Regions from separate parts of the Sus scrofa genome. Here regions 2, 3 and 4 are each linked to region 1. The links are chromatin contacts, called in public Hi-C and promoter capture Hi-C maps. All regions are on one chromosome and are shown on one strand. The core of a region is the stretch at or near the end of the contact, and the rest is flanking DNA. Distances in the headings are between cores, read along the strand shown. Region 1 holds the start of CD82 (CD82 molecule). Region 2 holds the start of EXT2 (exostosin-2). Region 3 overlaps TSPAN18 (tetraspanin-18). Region 4 holds the start of ALX4 (homeobox protein aristaless-like 4).

What was found. Promoter capture Hi-C pulls out the DNA fragments that hold promoters and counts their contacts. A called contact is a pair of places that touch in the nucleus more often than the background predicts.
Region 2: a contact with region 1 is called in a promoter capture Hi-C map of fetal skeletal muscle, with 6 times the contacts expected there. The contact joins the promoter of EXT2 here to the promoter of CD82 in region 1. A contact is called at or near these places in 1 of 5 promoter capture datasets (fetal skeletal muscle), 5 of 47 Hi-C or Micro-C datasets (embryonic fibroblasts, mesenteric adipose tissue, omental adipose tissue and 2 more) and 2 of 2 datasets of contacts at active chromatin or transcription factors (alveolar macrophages and skeletal muscle).
Region 3: a Hi-C map of retroperitoneal adipose tissue shows a contact between it and region 1, with 2.7 times the contacts expected there. The contact joins the enhancer-like site here to the promoter of CD82 in region 1. A contact is called at or near these places in 4 of 5 promoter capture datasets (fetal liver, fetal skeletal muscle, liver and 1 more), 19 of 47 Hi-C or Micro-C datasets (alveolar macrophages, brain, embryonic fibroblasts and 12 more) and 1 of 2 datasets of contacts at active chromatin or transcription factors (skeletal muscle).
Region 4: a promoter capture Hi-C map of liver shows a contact between it and region 1, with 4 times the contacts expected there. The contact joins the promoter of ALX4 here to the promoter of CD82 in region 1. A contact is called at or near these places in 3 of 5 promoter capture datasets (fetal skeletal muscle and liver) and 13 of 47 Hi-C or Micro-C datasets (alveolar macrophages, embryonic fibroblasts, heart right ventricle and 7 more).

The regions. Positions count from the first base shown.
Region 1 is chr2:17,801,887-17,804,446 of Sscrofa11.1, reverse strand. It overlaps CD82 (CD82 molecule), which reads left to right and starts at 1,275. Exons shown (of 9, transcript NM_001145218.2): 1 at 1,275-1,433. LOC102166930 (a long non-coding RNA gene) reads right to left here and starts at 763. Exons shown (of 2, transcript XR_002341490.1): 1 at 369-763.
Region 2 is chr2:18,237,946-18,240,505 of Sscrofa11.1, reverse strand. It overlaps EXT2 (exostosin-2), which reads left to right and starts at 1,277. Exons shown (of 18, transcript XM_021083158.1): 1 at 1,277-1,434. It overlaps ACCS (1-aminocyclopropane-1-carboxylate synthase-like protein 1), which reads left to right. Exons shown (of 15, transcript XM_021083160.1): 15 at 1,182-1,259. The coding sequence ends at 1,222.
Region 3 is chr2:17,486,272-17,488,831 of Sscrofa11.1, reverse strand. All of the region lies in intron 6 of TSPAN18 (tetraspanin-18), which reads left to right. Among named protein-coding and RNA genes, the nearest start is that of TP53I11, 39 kb to the right of the region's middle. Within about 2 kb of position 1,276, at least 18 of the 83 cell types and tissues checked have an H3K27ac peak or open chromatin away from gene starts, as enhancers often do. A contact at or near this core is called in epiblast stem cells and retroperitoneal adipose tissue, where this site is marked.
Region 4 is chr2:18,069,459-18,072,018 of Sscrofa11.1, reverse strand. ALX4 (homeobox protein aristaless-like 4) reads right to left here and starts at 1,293. Exons shown (of 4, transcript XM_021083157.1): 1 at 860-1,293; 2 at 1-51. The coding sequence starts at 935.

The DNA.
Region 1 (2,560 bases), core at 26-2,525:
AAGAGCTTTGTCAGCTGCACAGGTGAATGGCTCTGGAATAACGCAGAAACCAGAGGCTGATCCCTGGGGTCTGGGAGTGTGGAGGGCCAGGAGGCAGGTGGGGGCACCGCAGCCAAAGACCTTTTGCAGCCCATCCTAATTCTAAGCCCCTTCTTCTCAAGAAGAAAACCAGCTTCTGAGAAGTGGGCCAGGTGCCCCTCCTGCCACCCCTGTCTCAAGCTATGCCTCCTCCCTTACCTCAGGCAGTCTGCTAGCACTGCCCCAACAAGTAGCTGGTCCTGGCCACTGCTCTAGGGGCCAGTCCAGGCAAGCTGGTGCAGCGTCAAGCCTTGCCTACGATTCAAGGCCAGGGGGTGGATCCTGCTTACCTGATCCATGCGAGACTCAGAAGCCATGGCTTCCCTTATCTAAGCATCAGGTTGCTCAGTAAAATAGGTGCAACATTTGGGGATAGAGTTGTGCGAATTCAGTGGCCAGTTCTTTTATTTTTCTAAGCCAGGGCTTGGCATAGAGCAGGCCCCTGGTGAGAGTTCAATCGGTGGTAGCTGTTAGTATTTGGAAAAAGTGCCTAGGTCCAAGCCACCTCCTGATAGAGGCCGGGACTTGGAACGCAAACCGCTCCCGAGCCGTTCCCCGGTTGCACCCGGATACGCCCGCCCTGGAATGCCAGCGTGAAGGCCCGGAGGCCTGCACGCCCAGAGCAAGGTTGCCAGGGCAGGGCAGGATTAGGGAGGCGCTGAAGCGGGGAAGGGGCGTTGCTGGGGCGTGGCCTCAACCTAGGGGGCGGGGGTACACCCAGAGAAGAGGGATTCGGCGGTGGGGGTGGTGGAGGGAGGGTCTAGGGAGGGACGGGAAGGATGAGGCAGGCCTAGGAGGGGCGGGACCGTTAGGTCCCGCTGCGAGCGGGGCTTCTCACCTAGCAGGGGTGGAGCGCCGAGCCGGCCAGACAGGCCTTTATCGAGGCAGAGCCGGAGGAACACAGAGGACCCGGCCCAGGAGGCAGGCCCAGGGGTCGGCCCCCTCCCCAGAGTGACCTGGGGCGGGGCAGACCGGGATCGATTTGGGGGCCGTAGTGGGGCGGGGCAAGGAGTGTAGCTCCGCCCCCGCCCCCTCCGGCGGGACACGGGGCGGGGCTGGCGGGTTAGAGCGGAGAGACCATAGCGGGCGGGGCCTGATCCGGCCGGGTGCCAGGCCACATTCCTGCAGGGTGTGGGGGCGGGGCTGGCGGTCCCCACGTCCAGAGGCCGAGGGGGCGTGTCGAAGGGGCGTGGTCACTTCAGGGGCGGGGCTGGCCGAGGCCGTTGAGTTCCCAGACGACCGCCGGGAGGGGGACGACCAAGAGACCGAACCCAGGGCTGCGCGGTCAGACGCTAACCAGGGCGCGAGCGGGAGACGCCGGGCTTGCAGCGCCGAGCAAAAAGCAGAGCCAGCAGGTGAGAAACTGAGGGGGGGGAGGCCTGTCGGCAACAGCGAGCAAAGTTAGTTTTCGCCCCAACTTCCAGAGGCCGCTCGGGCAGCTTTCTCGGAGCAAGTGACAGGTTGGGCCCCGAAGGCAGCTGGTGGGTGAGAAGGAGCTTAAGTTCCCGGGTCCTGACCCCCAGTTTTCTGGCTCCGCCGTGCACCAGCTGTGTGACCCCGGGCGCGTCCCCCCACCTAGCTCTGGACCTCTCGGGTTCCAGTAAAAGGAGGGGATTGAACCAGGTGAACCTTTCTCACTGAAACTCCGGAAGGTGAGGCTGGCAGATGAGAGCGGACACAACAGGTCTTCAGATCGCGCCGCCCAGACTAGAGTTTGTCTCCTTGCAGAGTGACACGGAGCAAAGCAAACTCACTGCAAGAGTGAAGCGAATTGCTTTAAAGGTCACACTAGTTCCTCGGATGGGACTTGAAACCCACGGGTCTGGGGAAGTGGGGGCAGAGGGGGGCGGCTGAATTCAAAGAGATATCAGCCTCCCCTCCCCCCCCAACTCTGAGAGCCCACTAAGACTTGAGGTGGGAAACTCAGCGGGTGTTTGGCCCTTCCCAGGGCTTTTCCAGGTGAGCTGGCTTGGGAGGCCCCCGGCAGAAACTAGGGGACAAATTCTTATCTGGGTGAGTGGGGAAGACAAGGGAAAACCCCACCTAACTTTGGGCCCAGAGTCAAGCCCAGAAGCCATGTCTCTTGCTACTTGCCCTGGGTCCCTTCCTTGGGCTGGTGGTTTCTGTCCCTGGTGGTGGCAGGTGCTCTGTGCCAGGGTCCTAGGAGCTGGGCAGCCTAGTTCAGTGGTCAAGGACGGGCCCTTTGGATTCCACTCCCCTTTTAAGCTTCGGTTTTCTCATCTGTAATGTGGGGGTAGTGATGATACTCAATGGTAGTAGTGAGGACTTAATAGAATAATACATGTAGGAGCTCCCATCGTGGCACAGTGGTTAACGAATGTGACTAGGAACCATAAGGTTGCAGGTTCGATCCCTGGCCTTGCTCAGTGGGTTAAGGATCCGGCTTTGCCATGAGCTGTGGTGTAGGTCGCAGACGTGGCTCAGATCCCGTGTTGCTGTGGCTCTGGTGTAGGCCAGCTGC
Region 2 (2,560 bases), core at 28-2,527, 440 kb before region 1:
AAAGTGAAAATACTCTCCACTTATCCATTTCTCACATGTGGTATACGAATGCTAAATTTCTCAATGTTTTTTGGGGGGAGATATAGATTTGGAGAGCAGAGCAAGTGTTCTCTTGATGTGGGGAGTCAGAATGTGGGTTTCCTGCCTTCAGAATATTCTCGTCCTAATCTCCCTGGATCTGTGACAAGCAGGCATTAACTCACAAGAATATTCCTGGAATCTCTGTTGCTTCTGGGAGCCCCAGTGGGTCTCTAGACTCAGAATCATCCCCATGAATATTTAAGCTCTAAGTGATAACTTCCACCAGATGGTGCTAAGATACAGCTGGGACCAGATGGATTTGGATTCTGCAGCCAATATCTGTAGACTGCATAGATTCAGTGGCATCATTTCATTAACTTCTCCGTAACATTACCCTGCATTTGACTGAATTTTTTAGACTCCAGTCACTGTCTTATGATAGGGATTTTGCTGTGTAGTAGAAGACTAGATCATGTACTATGAAATGAAGAAAGAAATAAAATGAAAGTGAAAGTTTTTCTTCCCCATATCTACCTCCACAATTAATCCCTCTAAAACTGTTTATTGCTTCTTGGATTCCTTCCAGAAAAAAATGATATATATGCCTGAAGTTAAGCATCTACCTATATATTTTCTCTCTTCTGTTTTTGCACATATATATATAATTACATAAAAGGGAGCATACTTGTCTATTTTAAACTGTTTTCATATTAACATGTCTTTGAGATCTTTCCATACCAACAATATACATTCTTTCTCTCATTATTATTCTAATCATAATTTATTTTGATTAATATAAAAATTTCAATAGTTTATTTTGGTTGTTGCTGGGTTTATGCTATTCTTAGAAACAACGCTGTAATAAATATTTTTGATAATAGTTGTTGAGAATATCCATAGGGGAGACTCCATACAGAGGGGTTATTGGGGAAAATTATCAGCATTTTACATTTGATGGATAAGGCTGACTTGCCCTTCAAGAATGTCGCATGCTCATCAATAGTGATTACAATAAAACTTTTAAATTTTTGTCAGTTTTATAACTATTTTATAAGTGACGCATAATGCCTTGGTGTTTAGGTTTGCAGTTTCTTTATTATGAGGGATGCTGCAGGTCTTCGAATTTCACTGTGGAACCTAAGCTTCTCCCGCCCGCCTAGGAGAAACGCTCAGCGGTGCCTTGACTCCTCCCGTCCAGTAGAGGGCGTGGGCCCGGCCCCGGCGGCTTCCGCATGCGCAGTGCCCTCGGTGTCAGACCGCCGAGCCCAGTTGCCGGCTCTCGGCTCTCCGCTGGCTGTAGCAGAGCCGACACCGCTGGTGGCGACCCGCAGCTCCGCACGATCCCTCCTTGGCGGCTGTGGCCCACGCCCAGCGGCATGAGCTGGTGACCAACAGGAGGCAGCCGTGGCCGAGGTAAGTGCGGCCTGGAAGGGCCTGGTGGGCCTTGGGTGCTGGCTTGGGCCTCTCCCGGCCGCGGCGGAGTCGGGCCCCTATCACCGGGGGAGCGCGGACGGCGGGGAGGTCGGAGGGCTACTGGAGGAGACCCTCACCCCCACCGGAGCCACTCACGGTGCTTTCCCGCTTTGGGGGCGCTTTGACTTCTGCCCCGCCCTCTCCTTCACCACCTGGCCCGCCCTGCACTTTGGTTTCCCACCTGCCTCCCTTGCTCACACCTTTCCTTTCTCCCAGAATCCTGTGGCGTCCTTTCCGAAGGGCCCACCCTCTGCCATGACCCCTCTCCGCTGCCTGCTCTTTCCTGCGAGCTGCAGGGATCTGCTTCCTCCCACGGGGATTCTTGAGCTTTGGGCCCTGTGGTGGCCAGTGGCGTCCTGTGCAGGACCTGGCGCTCCCGTGTCAAAGGTGGCCAGTGGTGTCCCGGCCCTGGGCATGTAGTTGAAAGTCAGAAGCATTTGGAGTTTTACTACTGGCTGCAGAAACAGGTATATCTATACAATTTTGAAGTTAAAATTCCTTGGTGTTACTTACTGGGAAGTGCTAATTTAGAAGTGTTCTTATTTGTCTGAAGATAGCTTGAAATAGACATGTGTCAATTTCAGTTCTTCTTTGTCAATGGAGTGCCCTAAGGAGATAAACTGGACTTTGTTTGTAAACTTCAGAGCTCAAAGGCTAGATATGGTGATAAAATATATGACTCAGTTTCTGTCCTTCCTGGCTTCTGCTGACTTGAGCCATGGGGTTGCATATGGCCATGTGAATGGGTAGATTTTGCCTCTCTCAAGTCAGCTGGCTCATTGAGCAATGCGAAAGGTGTATCTAATTCCGGCTTTTAAGGGTAGCAGGGGAGGCAGCTTCACCTGGCGGTTTAGACAGAGCTCCGGCTCCAGAGCTAGGCTGCCATTCTCTATATGCCTTGGCATTTTCTAGTTGTGTGACAGTGGGCAAGTTACTTAGCCGTCCTTGTTACACTTTCCCCATCTGTAAAATGAGAATAATAATAGCTTGTCACATGGCACTGTTAGGAAGATGAAATAAGTTAACTCAAAGTACTTAAAACAGACCTTGGCGTGTAGCAGGGCCA
Region 3 (2,560 bases), core at 27-2,526, 320 kb after region 1:
AAGAGCTAAAATATATAACTCCTTGGTAAAAGCTAAGATGGCTATTGGATAAATCATTTAGCTTTCACATTTCTACTTCCAAAATAGAAATGATATGATCTCCGAAGGGCTTTTATTCATGAAATAAATAGCGCTCCATCTGCCTTCCAGGCTGCATAGTTCACTAGCTGCCGTAGATGCATTGAGGGCCAAGAATGGCCACCCCTCCCTGGAAGATGGGCTTGTGGGAAGCAGGCGAGTCCCCGAGGATGATCTGGGTGGGCCTGGGTTTGTGCATGTGCCCTGCTGTAGTCTAGTTTCTTTCTTTCTTTCTTTCTTTTTTTCTTTTTGGGGCCGCACCCTCAGCATAGGGAAGTTCCCAGGCAAGGGGTCAAATCAGAGCTACAGCCTCCAGCCTACACCTCAGCCACAGCAAGGCCAGATCCAAGAAATGTCTATGACCTACACCACAGCTTGCAGCAACTCCAGATCTGTAACCCACTGAACGAGGCCAGGGATCGAACCCTCACCCTCATGGATACTAGGCGGGTTCATTACCGCTGAGCCACAGTAGAAACTCCTGGTCTAATTTCTTAACCTCACTGAGCTCACTGTCTGCTTGTTAAGTGAAGGCCCAACCAGTTCTGCCGTGAGTTACGAGCTTGGATGTCCTGTTTCACTGCTCTTCTGCATTCACATGGGCTGTGATGCTTTGGGCCTCTGCTTACTCCCCGGGCTTTGGTGATGGGGCTTCCTCCCCTACAAGGTGCTGTGCCCCCAGGGCTGGGAAAACTGAGTTGAGGGCAACCCTGTTAGAGGGTAAGTTAAAAACAGCCCAGCTTAGAAAAGTGTGCATGTGGATGGGCCGACTTGCAGACACTCCTCTTGGCCAAGTGGGTGGGTGGGTGGGTGGGTCAGGAGTTAAATGATAGGGAGATGTGGGCTGGTCGGTGACATGGGCTGATCAGCTGAGGGATTTCCTGGCCAGGCTTCTGTCCGCTCCTGTCATTGAGCCAGCAGCAGTGGCTTTGGGAGGCAGAGATCTGGCACGGTGCCTCCTCCCCAGCTTGGAACAGGCAGGACAGCCCCCATTCGTGTCACAGAGAGAAAGTGAAATCAGCTGTGAAATGTGTGGCTGGGGAGCTCTGGGTCCCTTTGGCCTCCGGCAGCAGCGTAAACACTGCAAACTTTTCAGCTGGAGAGAAACAAAGAAACCCGTGGGCGCCCCCTGGTGGAGGGCTCTGCACAGCATCAGATGGTGCGTGGAAAGGTCTGGGCTCGGGCTGCCGGGGATTTTGAAAGGAGCTGAGTAGGAGGAGTCCCAGGACACAGCAAACCTCCCAACCCCTGCCCTGCACCTCGGCCCTCGGTTGAGGCTCAGTGTTGGGGCTCATCCAACATTAATGGGCTCATCCCTGAAGCCAGGACAGGAAGCCAGGCTGGGGCTCCGGGCTGGGAGCCGGCTCCAGGTCTCGCAAGCCCTCTCTAGCTGTGTGGCTCCTCTGAGCCTGCCAGCTAGAAAAGGACACCCTCGCTCTCCTGGCACTTAGGGGTGAGACCAGGGGCCAGAGGCGGTTTGCCTCAAGTCCCAGCTGCGGCTGAACCTTAAAGCCCCCCTTCCCACCACCTCTCTCTTCTGCCTCCTTCCTCCTTGTTTGTCTCTGTTTCATTATGTCCCTTTCTCCCTTTCTTTTCTATTTCTCTACTTTTGTCTCCTTGTCTATCTCTGCCTTTCTCCTGATCTTTTGGTTTCTATTCTTGCTGCCTTGCCTCTGTCCCCTCTCCCTGCCTCTCCCGCTTTCTTTACTTTTTCTGCTTCCCCTCCTCCCTCCCCTCCCCACTCCTGCTCCCTCTCTCTGTCTCTGTCCCTCTCTCAGATGCCCAGCACACACAATCCTGAAGTCACAGTTCAGGTCAAAGACAGGGCCCTCGAACCCAGGTCTCCTGTCTCTCAGACCAGGGTCTTATCCAGGGGCTTTTGACCTGGAAGGGACTCAAGTGGTTCAAAACTCACCCAAAATTAGGTGCAAAATATCATGTCAGGGCCTCTGTGTGCGTGTGCGTGTACATATGTGTTGCATGTGGAGGGGGGGCCCACCACAGCTTCTGGAATGTTTTCAGAAAGACTCATGATCTAAAAACTAAGAGGATCTCCTGTCTCTTCCAACCTGGACCTGGCCATGTGACGGTTCTAGCTGAAGAGGGGCTCCAAGCCTCATTGCTGGCAGCCCCTGGGGTCCTTTAAGAGGTCTGAGCCACCTCCTCAACCTTTGGGCAGGGAGGGGAGACTTGTCTTGAGAAGGGCCAAGAGGGAGCAAGTTTAGGCACCTCTGGAACTTGCCTCAGAGGCCTGCAGAGAGCAGAGGCTTGGGGATAGGGGTTAGCCAGGCGTGCCCCGCCCCTGCCCTGAGGCTAAACCCTAAGGGGGTCCGGTGACCCTCAGCCCAGGGACAGTGAGCCTAATGTCCATGTCACCTGATGATCAACTTCTCTTTTTTCTTTTTTTAGGGCCACACCCATGGCGTATGGAGGTTCCCAGGCTAGGGCTGCAGCTGCCAGCCCACGCCACAGCCCCAGCAAC
Region 4 (2,560 bases), core at 44-2,543, 270 kb before region 1:
CGGTGTCAGAGTCGGGCGGCAACTCCGGCTCCCCCAGGGAGCTCTCCTTGGCTGCGGGGGGAGGAAACAAGGTCAAACACCGAAGACTGAACCCAGCACGAGAGGAGGAAGGGTCAGGGAGCCACCTGCTGCCTCCCCCTCTTGGGGATGTACTGGACGTGAGGTCAGGAGGCCCGGGTTCTAACCCTGGCTTGCCATGAACAGGCTGTGTGACCATGGATGAGTCCCTTTCCCTCTCTGAGCCTCTGCCATCCATCAATCATCTCAGAATGAGGACGATCCCGTTGTGGCTCCATGGTAACGAGCCCAACTGGTATCCCTGAGGATTCGGGTTCGATCCCTGGCCTCACTCAGTGGGTTAAGGATCTGCCTTGCCGTGAGCTGTGGTGTAGGTCACAGACGCGGCTCGGATCCTGCGTTGCTGTGGCCGTGGCATAGGCTGGCAGCTGCAGCTCTGCTTTGAGCCCTAGCCTGGAAGCTTCCACATGCTTCAGGTGTGGCCCTAAAAAGCAAAAAAAGAAAAAAAAAATCTCCGATCAGGCCTTCTTCAGCTCCAATGTTCTGTGACTCTGGGTCAGCCAATTCGACCTCTGCTCCATTTAATCTCCACCCCACTGGCCCTGGGCTTCTCCCTGCAGAAGGCCTCCCTTTGCTAGAACTTCTCCTCAGGCACTGAGGATGCTGTCTCAGGGCTTCAGGCTCCCAGAGTGGAGCTTTGGCCCCACAGGGTTTGGGGTGAAGAGAGGAGGCCCCTCCTTTCCCGGTCTGGTCCTATGTGGGGTTCAGGGGGGACGATGGAGACTGCCTGAGAATCCAGTGCTGAGGGGGCCCATCCCCTAGCCCTCTGCACCGGTCTCACCTAAGGGTCCGACAGCGTCCTGCCCCTCCAGGTGGGGGCTGCGTGTACTCAGGACGGTGGGCGCCTCCCCCTCCATGCCCAGGACGGTGACAGGGGCCCCAGCAGATTTATATAAAGCTCACGGCCGGGCCCACAGCCATTGCTGTCTAAAAGAACGGGGCTCTGCTGGCTGATGCCCAGACGTTCAGAGCTGGAAGGGCCAATCCACCCATGCAGGTTGAGGGTGGGGAGGCGGCGGCCAGGGTGGGAGGCTGGGACGAGGAGTAGCTTGTTCGTGTCCAAACCACACACTTAGCACCCTGAGCAGACACACTCACTCCAGGGCAGAGGTTAGAGCACAGGCTCTGGGACTGGTACCAGGGTGTGAATGTCACGTGCGTGACTCCCCAGCTGTGTGTTTTGCACGGTTCACTTAACCTCTGTGCCTCAGTTTCCCTCCCTATAAAATGGGGAGGAAGACGTCTCTAGGATCTTGTGGGATTAAAAAGGCTGACATGTGGGCCGCACAGGCTTCTGTCCATACAGCTAGGAACTCCCACTTTTGGTCTGGACTTGTGAGCAGCAGAAGATTCCGACCCTGGAGAAGCCCTCCACATGGGCAGGCCCTCCCCGGGGCACCCAAGAGCAGGAGTGAGCGCGGGTGTGGTGGGAGGGGTGTTGGGCTGGTGTCTGGAGACAGGGGTGTGGGTCCCTCTCTGAGCCAAATTCCATTGACTGTGACGCTTGTAGAGCGAAATAACACCCGTGTTAATAAGACGTGTGCGGAGCAGGTGACAAGACCTTTCACTCGTGAAAGCTCTGACCATGACAACCATTTGTGGCTGGTGTGAGCACCAACCCCTCTGACCCTCGGTCTCTTCTTCTGGGAAAAGAGATCTGAGCAGTGGACATTAAGTGTCAAGACCATGCCTCTAGCCCAGGCCTCCTGACGCTGCCTGGGTTCTGGGGCTGGAGCTTCAGGTTCACTCTCATCCCTGGCTTTCTGTGTAGACTGGGGACTCTCTTTGTGCTGGGGAAGCCGACAAGGCCATTTTGCCTCTGTCCTCCTCACCTCCCACCAAGGCACTGCAGAAAAGCGGGCAGAGGTGAATGCCCAGAGTGGGCCTGGAAGCGGCTTTGGGCGGCCATCCCCGGGGGCCACCGGCAGCGTCGATGCCAGCGGGGTGGGGGGCCAGCCCTCAGGCATCATGTATGACAGCCATGTGAGCCCAGGCGCACGCAGACTACCACGGCTTCGGTGACAGCATTCTGCAAACTGCAGCTGGCAGCCGAGCCAAGAGCTTTCAGCAAAGATATTTATCTTCCTGGCAGACAAATAAGTTTTATGTTTTGAGTTTTTTTTTTTTTTTTTTTTTTTTTTTTTAAGAGAAGAAATCCCACCCAGCCTCACCAAAAATAAACATCTCTGTTATGCAACTTCCTGGAGGCCAGACGAGGGGGGCAGCCCCTGCCCCTTCTGCCCAAGCAGTGCCCCCCAAGCCCCATGCCATGACCTCACGGAACCTCACAGTATCCTCTGGCATTCAGCCTGGGATCAGGACTACCCCACACAGCAACAGGGGCTGTGCCGTGCAGAGGAAACGCTGTGTTATAAGAAGCAAAGGTCAGAGTTCCTGTTGTGGTGCAGCGGAAATGAATCTGACTAGTATCCATGAGGATGCAGGTTCGATCCCTGGCCTCGATCAGGGGGTTAAGGATCCG